2 separate regions of the Danio rerio genome follow, and region 2 is linked to region 1. The links are chromatin contacts, called in public Micro-C maps. All regions are on one chromosome and are shown on one strand. Each heading gives the region's core, a stretch centred on a gene start, on an enhancer-like site or on the middle of the called end of the contact. The rest is flanking DNA. Distances are from core to core; before and after follow the strand shown.

What was found. A called contact is a pair of places that touch in the nucleus more often than the background predicts.
Region 2: a contact with region 1 is called in a Micro-C map of caudal fin, with 2.7 times the contacts expected there. The contact joins the enhancer-like site here to the promoter of maea in region 1. A contact is called at or near these places in 2 of 18 Hi-C or Micro-C datasets (caudal fin and embryo).

Annotation. Positions count from the first base shown.
Region 1 is chr14:25,445,773-25,453,035 of GRCz12tu, forward strand. maea (macrophage erythroblast attacher, E3 ubiquitin ligase) reads right to left here and starts at 2,543. Exons shown (of 9, transcript NM_199549.2): 1 at 2,393-2,543. The coding sequence starts at 2,461. It also overlaps a transcript of aldob not described here.
Region 2 is chr14:25,517,928-25,525,190 of GRCz12tu, forward strand. It overlaps ppp2r2cb (protein phosphatase 2, regulatory subunit B, gamma b), which reads right to left. Exons shown (of 10, transcript XM_021481149.3): 6 at 7,087-7,263; 7 at 3,839-4,003; 8 at 3,175-3,344; 9 at 1,223-1,314; 10 at 1-1,115. The coding sequence ends at 788. It also overlaps a transcript of aldob not described here. Among named protein-coding and RNA genes, the nearest start is that of ppp2r2cb, 12 kb to the right of the region's middle. Within about 2 kb of position 3,899, at least 10 of the 62 cell types and tissues checked have an H3K27ac peak or open chromatin away from gene starts, as enhancers often do. A contact at or near this core is called in caudal fin, where this site is marked.

The DNA.
Region 1 (7,263 bases), core at 1,293-3,792:
TTTTTACCAAGTATGTTGTATACTATAAACTTGGATACTTTTTGGTCACGTACATAACGCATGTTTACTTCTCTCATTTAAAATATTAAAAATGTTTAAAGATTAATATTTTCGGATGACTTGACTTTGTGGTTAGTTGTTCTAGGAAATATAAACTAATGTTTCAATATAATGTTAACATATTCTTTCTCTGTGAGTTTTTGCTTTGAATTTTTACTACAAATGTCACATTCATAACGCTGGAATTGCTCTTTACCCAAAAAGTGGTACGGTCTGCTTTTTTGGTTCCTTAGACAGTGAAATGGGCCAAAAAAAAAGTACGATACTCTACCACACCATACCATAGGATTGTCACGATTCTAGAATTTGGTACCAATTTGTACAGAAATAAAAAAAAAAAGTCCATTTCCCGCAAACATTTGAGCGCTGTTGAGCACAGCGCTGATTCGCCATTGTGTTCACATGCTCAAAAGAAACGACTGTGATTGGCCGTGAAGGTCATTAGTTCACCAAATTCATTGCTGTTTACTTAGTGTAATAATCACAGTTTTTTCTGTTGAGTTAGTGAATACAATGGCAAATCAGCAGTGTTTAAGAATGTGCTCAACAGTGCACAAATGTTTGCAGGAAATTGATGTTTTTAAAATTTCAGTATCGATTGGTACCGAATTCCAGTATCATGACAACCCTATACCATATGGCTCAGGGCAGGCCACAAGACATTTATAATGAAATCTGAGAGCTCTTTCTACAGACTGCAACAGACCTGAGACATTCAAAGTTCAAAAAAAAGGAACCAAAACATTTTCGAAACATTCCATCTAACTTCAGTCAGAATGTGAATGTTGCCATCTATGGAGGATGAGGGAGCTCTCAGATATCCTCTAAAAATCTTAAACTGTGTTCTGGAGACAAAATAAAGGAAATTGTAAATGACATAAGGGTGAGAATTTAATAACAAAATGTAATTTTTGAGTAAACTAGCCCTGTAATGCTGGTTGCTATTCACTGCCAATTACTTTTTTTAAAGAAGAGGAAATGATATCAGGGTTATACATATTCATAGGTAGTTCGTTTTTAGGTGAACTCTTTAAGACATCTGTTTATTTCATTATTAGGCAGCAACCACCATTCATTTGTGACATACACTAGTAAAAATTAAATGTCATAAAAGGAATGTATTCCTTTTCGATTGTACACCATTATATAATTTGTAAATATGAACAAATATCAATTGTAATGATTCATCTACCTCTAAAACATTACACCAACCAGTCTCTTTTATGAAAGAGCTGTTCCACATATTTTCATTACACTTCCTCAACCAATGTGGCTTCTGGTTCTGCACCAAAATAGCGACTGGTATATATGGTTAGATCATGATGCAATGATCAAGAATGTACTGGAAATCATTCCCAATGCTGCAAGACAAGCTTAGATGCAACATGCCCTTGACACAGCAGTGAAGACCATATATTATTGACATTCAGTGTGCGTTTACATAAACAGGCGTCAAATTACATGAGATCCATGAACTAATCACGTCACAAAGCACTCAATGCATCATCAATCAGTCAAAAGAACCGGTTAACGTGAGGATTCATCCATAACGACGCTATCAATCGTGAAAAAAACCTCTGACGCAGAGAACAAAGGTGCTGTATCCCACCCATTACCGTAAATAATAAGCTCCTCATCGACAATCTACACCTGGTTGTTAAGCCCGCAAACGACCAACACAACATGATACAATGTGATCCTAATATGGTGCATAAATCGCATGCATACCGATCTCTGGTCACCATTGGCATGTGTATATCCCTCCAGCATTCATCTAAAGCCACGGAAAATCATAGCTTTAGATGACAGCCGCCAAATAGCAATCAAACGCACACATGAGACTGAACAGCAGTCGATTATGAAGCATCAGTACATCCGATATTATTCGTGTCACTCACTATCCAACCTCGCTAATGATTATCGTCAATCTGCCTTGAACTGCATTGCTCGCTGGTTACACTAGTGGACAAACCTGTGATGGGATAAAACAGCGTCTATTAACACAACACTGTCGGAACGCAAGAATGACATGGGCCAGACTGACATTAATCGACTCATTTACCCCTTTAACACAGCTGTCGACGCAATTTATAACTGAACATGCGATGTCACTGCTGGAATATTTGCGATCACTCCGGTTAGATCGGTTTGTGTGGGACTTGTTTTGCTAAGTTATCTAGCCCCAGAGCTAACCAGTTAACTGTCTAAATGCAGACACAGTTTTAATTTGATGGATAATCTCAGTTTGATGCCCTGTTATTGAGGTCAAACAACGCACACGGAATCTGTTTAGTTGCGTGATTAGATTATGGAGAGGAAACGCTTGACAGACCTTTAAAGTTGGGTATTCTTGCACCTTTAGGGCCATAGAGAGTTGAGCTGCTGTCTCTTGCACCGCCATCTTGCTTTGGGGAAACTGTGGAGCGTTTGTTCGTCTTCTTCCCGGATTTGGTCTTCGCCGCGGCAGCGAGGTTAGAACTGTTTGTTACCGCCTCCTAGTGTGGCGGTGAATGCTTGTGTTTTTAGGATCAAAAAGATAATTCAGCCAAAAATAAAAATGTACCCATTATTTAAGGCACAGCTGTCAAAATCAGTTTGTGGATCGCCTCAGCTGCACAGATAGAGGTAAAGTTGGTTTTATATTCGGATATTCAGACATTCTCCTGAATAATATAATTCCAGAAAAATATTATTTGAAAATTGTAAATAGCGAAATCATATTAGCAGTAAATGATCGTTAAAGTACAACATTGTTCACAGTGAATTACATAGTGTTAATGTTGTTTAGAAGTCATACTTGCATGCTAATTCCGATCGAATATTCAAAGTAACATGGTAAACAAGAAAGAGACTTCTAAATGAACGAATATGCGAATATAAAACCAACTTTACCTCTATTCTGCACAGTTAACGTTAAGTTCCAACAGTTCAGCAAAGGTAGCAACAGATTCACAGATTCGTTGCTAACTTTACTGAACTAGTTCCAACCCTAATGGACTCCTTTTAAAAGACATTTAACTTAAGGGTCATTGTTTAACACGTTTAGCAGTCATCATAAACTTAAATCCCTGAAAGTTTTTAATATTTAGATTTTTAAAAAACACGTAAACATTTATATGCATTTATGAATGTATTAGATCAACTTTGCGTCAAATTACATTAAAACCAATTACCTCTAAAGCGAGGTGTTTGTAGCGTCTGTAGGGCTTAGAGTAAATTTGATGTTATTGTCTCCTCTGGCTGCCATCATCAGTCTCACACAATTTTTTCCCCCTATTTCTGAAAGTCGTGATAACACCACCATGGAGTTTTTTATATTTCAGCAAATAGGATTGTAAAAGATGTTTTTGTTGTACTCTCCCATTCACTGCGCTCTAAGTTTACCCAACCATGATGCCTTCCACTACTGAGAAAGCCAGAAGTGTGAAAAGGGTCTATTAAACACACATGATCAAACTAACCGAGTCCTTCAGGCTTGTTTGAAATCTACAGGTAACAGTCACACTAGAGTTTGAGCATGTGAAATCCTGTTATATGTCGCTGCAAGAGGGGCGGGATTAAACAAGATGATTATACATTAAAAAAAAAAAAACAAGTGATAGGTCCATGTTTTAAATTCCTGTCCGAAGAGGTCATTTTTGGATTTTCGATCTCACGCAATTATGTGATGCGATTTTGTACTCCAAGTTTGATCTTTTCAACGCAGCAATCTGCGTTTTCAATGTGACGCATTCTTGTGCGTATGAATGGATGTCTATAGGGAGAAAAGTGCAGTGTGATCGCAACTTAAGTATGTTGGAGTTGGGTTGGAACCAATGGTGTAGTCAGGGCTATACGCATGTATACTCCATATGCTTACTTTTTTACCACTGTTTGGGTATTACGACTTTAAAGGATCAATAATTGCGTATACCCTCGATATACTCACTTTTTTTGGTGATTAAATTTCCCTAATTTATGTGTATTCGTGTCACCTTTAACTGTATACCAAATGTTTTTCGCATCTGAAACTGCGATCACACTAGAGTTTGAGCATGCAAAATTCTCACAGATAGAGAGCAGATGGTGTGTGTTTATCGATAAATTATTATATGGAATTTTAAAAGAGCAAACAGTGGGTTTGTTCTACCAGAGGCTGAATGAATGTAGTAAAATAGGCGTTTCATTTAGAAAGATTGGGAAAGGGGTTTTAGAAGAGTTATTACAACCTAACATACACCTCCTGCTCACCCTTTCTGTTTGCTGTCAAAACCAGCAGTTGCAGCAGTTTTAAGTATAGGTTGGCCACGCCCTTTACCTCAAACTCACGTAATCTGAGAATTTAACTGAAAACTAACAGGAAGTTTTCTGATTTCAATTAAAGATTAGAAGGGCAAACATTTTTTTAATGACATGCACAGATGAATTGTTCACCACAAAACTGGCAATGTGAGCTAACCAAATCATATAGTTAGTTTTGATTTCTTGGGGAGTTTAAGATAATTTAGGGGATGAGAGCTCCAAGTTTCCAGACTCATTTAAATTCCAGAAAAATACCCAAATAAAGCACCCTCAAAAAATAGATCACATGACTTCAGTAATTCAATAGGTAAATTAACAAGCTGATAATACGTATATGCGCACAAATACTGATTTTAAACAACTGGAAATGCCAGCGGAATGCCAGTGTTTTTGTCAATGAATAGGACCCGTAAATGCACATCCATAATGATTTTGAGGAGAAGAGTTGTTGTTTTTGATTCAGGTGTGCATTGTAGTAGCTTGATGATATTCTGATCAAATCACTGAAGGTAAATGGTCTGTTTTGAGTATTTTAAATTTTTTTAACAAGTCAGAAACAATGCTGTCTATGGAGGGTAAAGGAGCACTTGTATTTCACTTAAAATATCTGAATAGAGATTATATTTTCTTTTTGGGGTGAACTAAATTAACTCTTTGTGACCCTCAACTGTTTCCAAACCTTTTTAAGAGTTGTTTCCTATTGAATACAAAAGAAGATGGAAACCGGTAGCTGTTGATGTACATATCAGAACAAATTTAAAAACAATAAGCTACTATGGAAGTCAATGGCTAACTGTTTCCAACATTATTTAATTCTTCACCTTTTAAACAGAAGAAATGAACTTGACAGTTTTGGAACATGTGTAGGCTGAGTAAATAATGACAGAATTTTTATTTTTCTGTTATCCAGAGATCTAAAACAAAATGATGATTCTCTCACCATTTACACCATTTCTGAGTATAATTCAGTTAACCAAATGCTTATGTTTAAAAAATAATTGCCACAATAGTGGAAACCTGATTTCTGAAACAAAAAAGTGACAAGTGCAACATACTTCTTTTAACTACAATATTGTTTGTTTTAAACTATAAGCTTACTTCAAAGTACAGAAGAAGTGGTCGTCCTCTGAACTTCTGTGTCACTTCCTGTATGCATTTTGTAATGCATTAATGCTTTTATGTGGCTGAAATTGCATACTTCCCTATGAGAACCAGTAAATGCAGAATGTTCAAATTCATAATGTATTTCTATAATCTACTTGAGCTGAGATTCTTAAGTGCACATTCAGTGGACACTTTACTATCCCATGAGGCCACAGGAGAGAATTTATGAATGGAAGTGAAGCAACACAACTCAAGCACACATGCACATTCCATTCCTCTTATTCAAACTATATGGAAAATATATATTTTTTTATTCATTATGAAGTGATGATTAATTTTCTTCTATAGGATTTATTGAATAATTGTTAAAGTGTTAGAAGCAATGAACCAAACCAGAATATATAAAAGAAACAGCTGGGAAAGAACTACCATATCACAATGCATTGCAAACAGATTAAAATAAAGTGACACAAACAAACTAAAACCAACAGAAAAATATAAACCTACAACTGATGTATCCATACAAACAATTCATTTAACATCTATTGATTTTTATGCTCACTTTCCGCTATTGAACAAAATTGCTTTGAAAATAAGTTTAATTATGAGTTCAACAAATGCATACACAATTAAGGATCAACTTTAGATCTCACAACAGGCTTGTCTTTAAAGGTATATCAATTGTTATCAAAATCTATTTCCTTTTGAATAAAATTAATGGAAATTTTTCATAAACTTTATTTAAGATGTCTTTTGTGTGTTTTTGTGCAAAAAAATAAAAATACCCATGATGCTGTACAGAAAATTCAACCAGAGAATAGGTGGAAAAAACATGCATAGAGATTTTTTTGTTTTGCCCACACCCATGAAGGAATGCAAACTACACATTCCAGTTCTTCTCACCTTAAAAATCTGTAAATGTTTACATATGTGTCAATTATTGTTAATGACCTTATGTTTTCTTGATTCAATCAGGTGTGATTTTTTTTAGATTTGATATTTTTATAACACTTTAACAAAGACTTAAAATCCTTATTTTAAAGAAGGCATTCATGTAAAGTAAAATGTGAGTAGATGTTGACAGTTAATCAATGGACTCTTTATCACACTATGTGATAAATAGTTTTTATTTCAATTAAAATGAATTCCAGAGGTGGACAGTCTGGAGAAAGAAGATTTCTATACATATTTGGGGCTATACATACCTGGGCTATTTATTTGAATTATATCAAGTTTTTTTTATAAAATTAAGTAATTCAGCAGAAACTCATGAAAAAAATGTATAGGTCTAAATAGTTTCTATTTCTGATATGAGGTGAATGCCAAAACTAGGGCACAAAACAAATCACTGTGTAAATCTTTTAAATTTACAATTTCCTTGAATCTTTGACATAAATCTGAAACCTGATCATGTACAAACAGAAAAGAGATTTAATGTTTCCCCCTCACTCATAAAAAAATTAGATTACTTCTGATCATTAAAGACAATAAAACTCACAGTATGGAGCTTTACCTTAAAGTCTATGGGCTACTGACCTTGAGTTGCAGATGAAGACATTTGACATAAATCAGGACTTTGAGTTTGAAGATTTTTATGATGCTTTTTCACATATCTATCGATAAGTCAAAATGCAGATGCTCTACAATCTTGTTTAACATTTTTTCATTCATGAACTGTTGAATTTCGGTATGTGTGTGTGTGTGTGTGTGTTGAACTTGATTTATATATAGCAGCATTTGGAAATATAGCTGCTTAAAGTGATTATTTACTTAGTACTTAGTTACTTGAGGCGATTTTTAATGGGAACAAATGCATTA
Region 2 (7,263 bases), core at 2,649-5,148, 74 kb after region 1:
CAGCTAATATTCTCTTTTTGTGTTCCACAAAAGGAAGAAAATGAAATGTATTTGGAATGGCACAAGGGTGAGAATTTCATTCTCATGTTTTGGCTGAGCTACATCTTTAAAACAAATCATCGTTGCACCAGTCAGCAAACTCCTGTAAGTACATGGTCAAAAGCATTCAATTGGGAATGCTCTGTTACACATTGAGGTGGGAGCGGTGATGACTCAGCATTGAAACTGATCCCTGCACATGCTGTTTTCCTTCCAGCAATGTCTCTCAGCAGACCTCCATAATTCCCGCATCCTGTCCTCTGCTTGTTCTGGATTTCGTTTTGGTGCGTTTTGCCATTGAACATAGGAAGAGGCCTTTGAGAGTCCCTGAGCAGTTTGTCAAACCAAAGAAAACCGAAGAAAACTCAAGCCTGAGAAGAACGAAGAGACACTTAATTCTACACAAGCACTGCAGAGCGTCGTAAAGCATTGTAAAGGCTCTGATTTGTATACAATCGTCATAAATAAGCCCTGTTTATGAGCAAACAGCTTTGTAAACATGCATGTGCGATCTGAATGATTCGGGGAAGCTGAACATTATCTAACCCGAGTGTTCATACTGCATGCCATGCTATAGCACTGAATCTGAGAGATACGTTCTCGTTCAGGACCACAGTTATACGTATGCGATATTCAACTGTTGGGGTTATACGTGTACATAATAGTTTATGAGATGCGGCAGACACTGATTTTCAGATCCAAACTGACAATAAAGGGCAAGAAATCTGTAACTTTTACAGAAGGATCGTCATTTGGGAGGTGCACTTTGTATTTCGGGCGTATTATGATGTCCGTTGGGTGTCAGTCTGTCTTGAAAAATGTAGAGGTTGTTGCTGGCAGCGATGGCGATGATGTTTTCTTTGGGATGCCAGGCGGTGTGGAGGATTTTCTTCCTGAAGTCCAGACTGTCCACGCTGACGTCAGTCTCTTTTCGTTTTTTGCCCACACAGACCCGGCGCGGCTGCAGAACCGCCCGTCTCTTACAAACCTCCCGACTGGCCTCCAGAGTGACGTCACGTCGACTCGCCCGGTCAAACATTCGGAAGTAGTTGTTGTAAGCCCCTGTCATTATCACGCTGCACAGGAAGAGAAGGATTGAGAAAGAACATATGCAGAGCAGCTGGATCCGCTCCAGTATGCATTTCAGAGGTCAAAGGTGATGTTGCAAGGGTTATGGCCTCACCTGTCTGTTCCGTTCCAGGCACATTCAAACTTGTCAAAAATACAATCGCTTTCATATAAAGAGCACAGTTTGGTTCGCAAGTAGTCGTGGACCTGAAAGCAAGAAGCAAAGATGTGACAGAAAAAGACTGAAAACTCAAAAAAACCAAACAAACATTAAAAACAAGTCAGAGGTGCACAAACTTGCAAAGTGTAGTTCCAACCCCAATTAGAGACACCTGAATCAGCTAATAAAGCTCTTTCAATGTATACTAGAAACTTCCAGGCAGGTGTGTTGAAGAAAGTTGGAAGTTAAACTCTGCAGGACACCGGCCGTCCAGGAGTCCAAGTTTGGGCACTCTTGAATTAAGTAAATTACTCAATCTTAATGAATTATTAGGTATGCTAATGTTAATGATAAGTAATGTTAATATTTGTTTTTATTAACATTACATTTCTTCCATATTAGAATAAATAATTATTATTAATAATTGTCATTTCTTCCAGAAAACTACAGCTGCTCAGAATGACAAATGTTTTTCTTAGTTATTCCACTAAATATTGACTTTGAAGCTCTTCTAAAGTTAAAGTTAAATATAAATAATATAAACATCAAAACTTTTTATACAAAAAAAGTTTTAGAATAAAACAAAAATAATGTTTTACTTAGAACCTACTATAAATTGTAAACCAAGAGAAACAACATTTTCAAGTGTCTTTTTAAACAAAGCTGTATATATATATATAGGAGCATGTCTATGGTGCCGATTTGGATTAGTCAATTATCTTAGGTTGCATGTTTTTGGACAGTGGGAGGAAACCGGGGAACCCGGGGGAAACCCACATGAGGATGGGGAGAATGTGCAAACTCTGCACAGAAACGTCGGCTGGCTTGGTAAGGGCTAGAACCAGTGACGTTCTTGCTGTGAGGCAACAGTGCTAACCACTGGGCTGCTGTGCCACACATCTACAAAAGGAGAAGGAGTAGGGGTGGAAGAAGGGGATTCTTTAAAACGAAGATGCCTATGGAAATTAGGCGTATTTACAGTGGCTTAGGAATCGTCTGATTGGTGAATCATAAATTGAATAATGCGGGACCGGCTGCAAGCAATCATAAGCATGTGGTCCTCTGGAAATTAGTTTAGGAATAAACTTCATTTAAATTAAAATATATATGATTTTTATTTATTTATTTGATTTTCTTTAGTCAACTATTTTTTAAGTTTATATTTATACTTTAATTCATTATTAGAGAACATTTAGATTTCACTTCAGGTGAAGTTGTGATTGCAAATCAGGGTTACTCCACTAAAGCTTGACATCTTAACTCTTCTGTAGTTAAATTTGAATATAAATAAAATAAACATGGACCATTTGAATGCAAAATAAAACTGAATAAAACTAAAAATAATGTTTTACTCAGAAACAACTATAAATTGTAAATTAGAAGAAACTGAGCATTTTCGTTTTATGGGAAAGGCTATATAACCATACGCATCTATTTTGATTATAAAATAAAAATTTTAAGTAATTGCCAAACAAATGGTACATTTGTTTTTATTATGTATTTAATTATTTTTTAACATTTGTTTCGACTGAAATGGCTAACTAAACTTTTAAAAGTTTTTCATTTTAATCCAATTCAATATAAGAGAAATATGCTAATTCATGCTAAATATAATTTAATCTTAGATGAAAATACATTAGTAAGTTTAGATAATTTTAACCTTTAACTTTAATTTATTTTATAACATTTTAGACAGTAATATTTAAAAAAAAACTTTTTTGACTGTCTTTATCTTATCACACTTACATTTTTTTACCTAAAAATTTAAAACCAGTGGTAACGTTAGTATTACAAATGTCTGAACACAAAGTACATTTATTTTTATATTAGTGAGGCTTGAATCCCTTCAAACTTAAACACTGTGAATTTTTGTGTGTGCAAGTAAGGGAGCATGCGAGATAGGCTACCTGGTATACTTCCACCGGTTTATTTTCCATGTTGAGGTCCCAGACTTTAACGGTGAGGTAATCTCTGGTGAGCAGGTACCGGCCGCTGTGACTGAACTTGACATCTGACACCGAGGAAACAATCTCTGAGAAGAACGACCGGCGAGTCGGATCCACCGCCTCTTCAAACACTAACAGCACATATAAACATACACAAACACATTCACTTTTATAATATTTTTATATTATATAAAAAAGCTGACTCAATATTGTAAAATACTGTATTTACTTTACCCAACACTGGTTTTAAACTTTAACACCATTTTGTTTTTAAGCGAACTGTAAGGCAAAAATGACGAGTGGAGAACTTTTACAGTCTATGGTGGAGACCCAAACCATTACAGTTTTAATAAAAACAAATTCCATTATATCCGTTTAAACCATTACAAATTCCATAATGACCCCTCTTTTTTCAGCAGGGCTGTCTTGGAACAACATTTCAGTCAACCCAGTCTAATTTTCATGCTAGGTTTAGGAATGAGGGAATTTCCTCTGGTTTTTCCCTGTGGAAGTTATAGGTTATGGTTGACAGGGATGTTGTTTCAAGACCGACAGATTATGTTCACCCATGAAAATGTCCTACTTGGCTGTACCATCTGGTATTTAATGCAGATGTGTGGCTTACGTTTGGCGTGTTGGTCGCAGAGTGCGCGGGCTCTCATGTCACAGAGGCGTGTAGTTCCTGTGCTGCTGCTGAAGGCCAGAAGGTGGCAGTGGTGAGGGTGAAACTCTGCCACGGTGATCACTTCACTCATGTCCTCCATGTTTTCTGGCTTCAGATCGACAATATCTGAGAGGAATTCAATGAGGAATCCCAACACACTAAGAATTGATGTCAACAGTATTTCAGAAAAAGCATTGCAACACCCTGGCAAACATTCAAAACTTCTGACTACAAAAAAAAAAAAAAAAAAAAAAAGTGAAAAATGCAGGGTTGTGTTTTTAAACTTGAGTTAAAAGTTTTTGGGTCATGAAACTGGGTTATTTAGTCTATTGTTCATACAGGATGCATTCCACTTACTTATACATTTCCCTTAACTCTATTTTGCTGACTCAAAATCAGCTTTGGATGAGTTCCACTTTGATTTTAGACCTATATGTGAACTTAAATGAGCACTTCGAATCAGGAAATCCTCTCTGTGGAGTTCTGAAGTGCATTCCACTTCATCAAGTTCTTAATTTTTTAAGTTTTGTGTATTATTGTAATTATAAATAATACAGACTTCCAAAGAAATATGTGTGTGAAACTCAAGAAAGGAGAGAAAACTTTGTCTAGCAACAAGTAGGCCTATGTTCTTTTAAAATTTTACATTAAAATTAATTAAGCAACTGACAAGTGGAAAATGAGAACTGATTTAAACAGATCAGTTTGTTATAATAAATTTTTTTTTCGCCTGATTTCAGGATTTTTGTTTGTGGTTTTATTGGTGGCATTTAGTTCTGGCTATTTTTTATATTGGTGGGACAAAAATAAAGGAAACGACTGGTCAAATTTCATTGTGAACAAAGTTACTTCACTTTTCAGAAGCAAATTTACAAATTATTAAATGGTTAGTTCTTTCAAAAACCACAGCCAAACCACGGAGACTATCATTCTTATTAGGGACACAAATTAAATAATCCCTACTCGGTCAAAGTCCATAAAGGTATCAAGCATCCTCAAAACCAACCATGCAGAGTTTATTTCCAACTTGCCTCAACACACCTGTCTGGAAATTTCAAATAAACCTAAAACCTTCTCTAGCTTGTTCAGGTGTGTTTGGAACAAAACTGTACAGGACAACGACCCTCCAGGAACAAGTTTGGTAACCCCATATGCCTTCATAGTCTGAATATTATGAAGCTACAAAAATATGTATTGTTTACACATAAACCAAAATTAACGGCTTTCTTCAACAGTTTATTCTCTTCAGTGTCATGTATAGGGCAGGTGTTTATGAGCACTGATGTATTTAACCCTTCCTCCTGAACACTTGAGTGCAAATTCCTCTGTTTGTAACAAAGAATAGCTGCATCCAGGGTAATATGTCAGCAATTCAATAGAGTATGACATGAATAAAAAGAACATTATTAGTCATTTATTGGTTTGTTGTGAGCACAAAAGTATTTTTGTAGCGTGATAATATTCCTATTGAACAATGGTCTGTTTTGAGGATGTTTATTAATATTTTCTAGACTTTGAAAATCTCTGGACTGTCTTAAAGGAAGATGGGGATGCTCTCAAATTTTATCTAAAATATCTTAATTTGTGTTCTAAAGACAAACAATGGTCTCAAAGTTTTGGAATATTTTTTTTTTGAGTGAACTATTCCTTTAATGGGCACCTATTATTACCCTTTTAACAAGATGTAAAATAAGTCTCTGATGCAACTATTTGAAATTGTCCCTTTTAGGCTTTGATCCCAATTGTGCTGTTTTGGTGACTGTTGCTTAAAATTTAGTTTAAGATTGTGCTCATTTCAAAATAGGGCAGAGCTACAAATGCCTGTGTGTCAGCATAATGGCAGATTTTAAAAAACAGAACTCAAAATGTTAAAAGAAGTATCTCAGAAAAGGGCTCAGTCTATGGAGACTGCAGTGTTCATTTGTGCACCCTAAAACTCCACATTTATAATGCCTTTTACTGTGTGTTTACAGCTTTGGCAGCAAGAGAGTCAAAATTTGCTACCTTCATCTCGCATTTAGGGAGGACGTTACAGCATATCACTTGCATTCCTGCATTAAAAAGTGCTTTCTAGCATGAAAATTGTGTGCACCTTATCAAACTCATATAACTAAAATATCAAGTTGTTGTGTGCGCTGTGGCTTTGCTCCACTTATCCAATATGTGTTTATTTGTCTGAAATATTCTGAAGCAGCTATACTGTTGTGTACTGTACATGAGATTTCAGCTTTTTAAAAAAAAAACATATATAACATTAATGCACATCAGTAACTCATCAGTAACTTCTTATTAAGTCCCTGCAAGAAAACATTGCAAATAATTGGAAATCTGGTAACCGCAATATTAAAACCCTTGGGAATAACTCTGGTTGGAACTAAAGTTCACTGCAATCCTCTCAAGTGGTGGACTTCTACATTGTGATTGCTTGCCGCTGAACTGCACCAAAGCTCTTTACCATAAAGTTTACCTAATTTCAACGGCCACACCGATAAAGTCGGCATGCGCCGCTCCTCGCCACTTATTGCCGTTATATTCTCATTAAAATGTAATGACTTCTGGTTACTTTGACGATTTTGCAGCCTTCGGTGTGAACACACAGTTAGTCGCTGACATTATCTTCAGCTGGTAAATTTATTACAAATGGCTGCTTCTCACTCAGGGCTGTTTATGCTAATGAGGCAGAGATCATCACTAATTTTTCCCCTTATACGACATGCACAAAGGAAGAATCTTAATCAAAGTGTTTCTGCAGACTGCTTTTAGCAAATGTTATTGTTATGAATTTTTACCATTAGAGGCTGGCTATATTCACACACTGTTGACACACACACACACACGACTGGGTTTTAACTCCTTAGAAAAGTGCATAATAGATCTGTTCTATTTTAAATATTAAGCTGACATACTTTTCTCACTCACACACATTTTTCATTTCAATACGTTGTTTGCTGTTTCCATTCCTGAGTATTAAGTAGTGCAAAGGTCTCAAACTGGATTCCTAGAGGGTCGCAGCTCTGTGCAGTTCTGCTCCAACTTTAATCAAACACAGCTGATCCAAATAATCAAGGTGTTCAAGACTACTACAGAGATGATTGTTAAGCAGGTGTGAGTTGGAAGTGGTTGGAGCTAAACTATGCAGATCTGCGGCCCTTCAGGGATTGTGGTTGAGTGTGTAGTTCTCTGTCTTACACTGAGATTAATAAGGATACTGAAGCTACGGTCAGTGATGCTGAGATGCCACAGGTTAATCCTCAGGTCATCGGCTGATAGGTATGTCTCACAGTCGCTGTTGACGCTGATGGAGTTGATGTGATATGCATGTGCGTTAGCAAAGACACGTCGTGGAGATGCCTCCACCAGGAGATCCATTGGCCGCAGGACAGGGA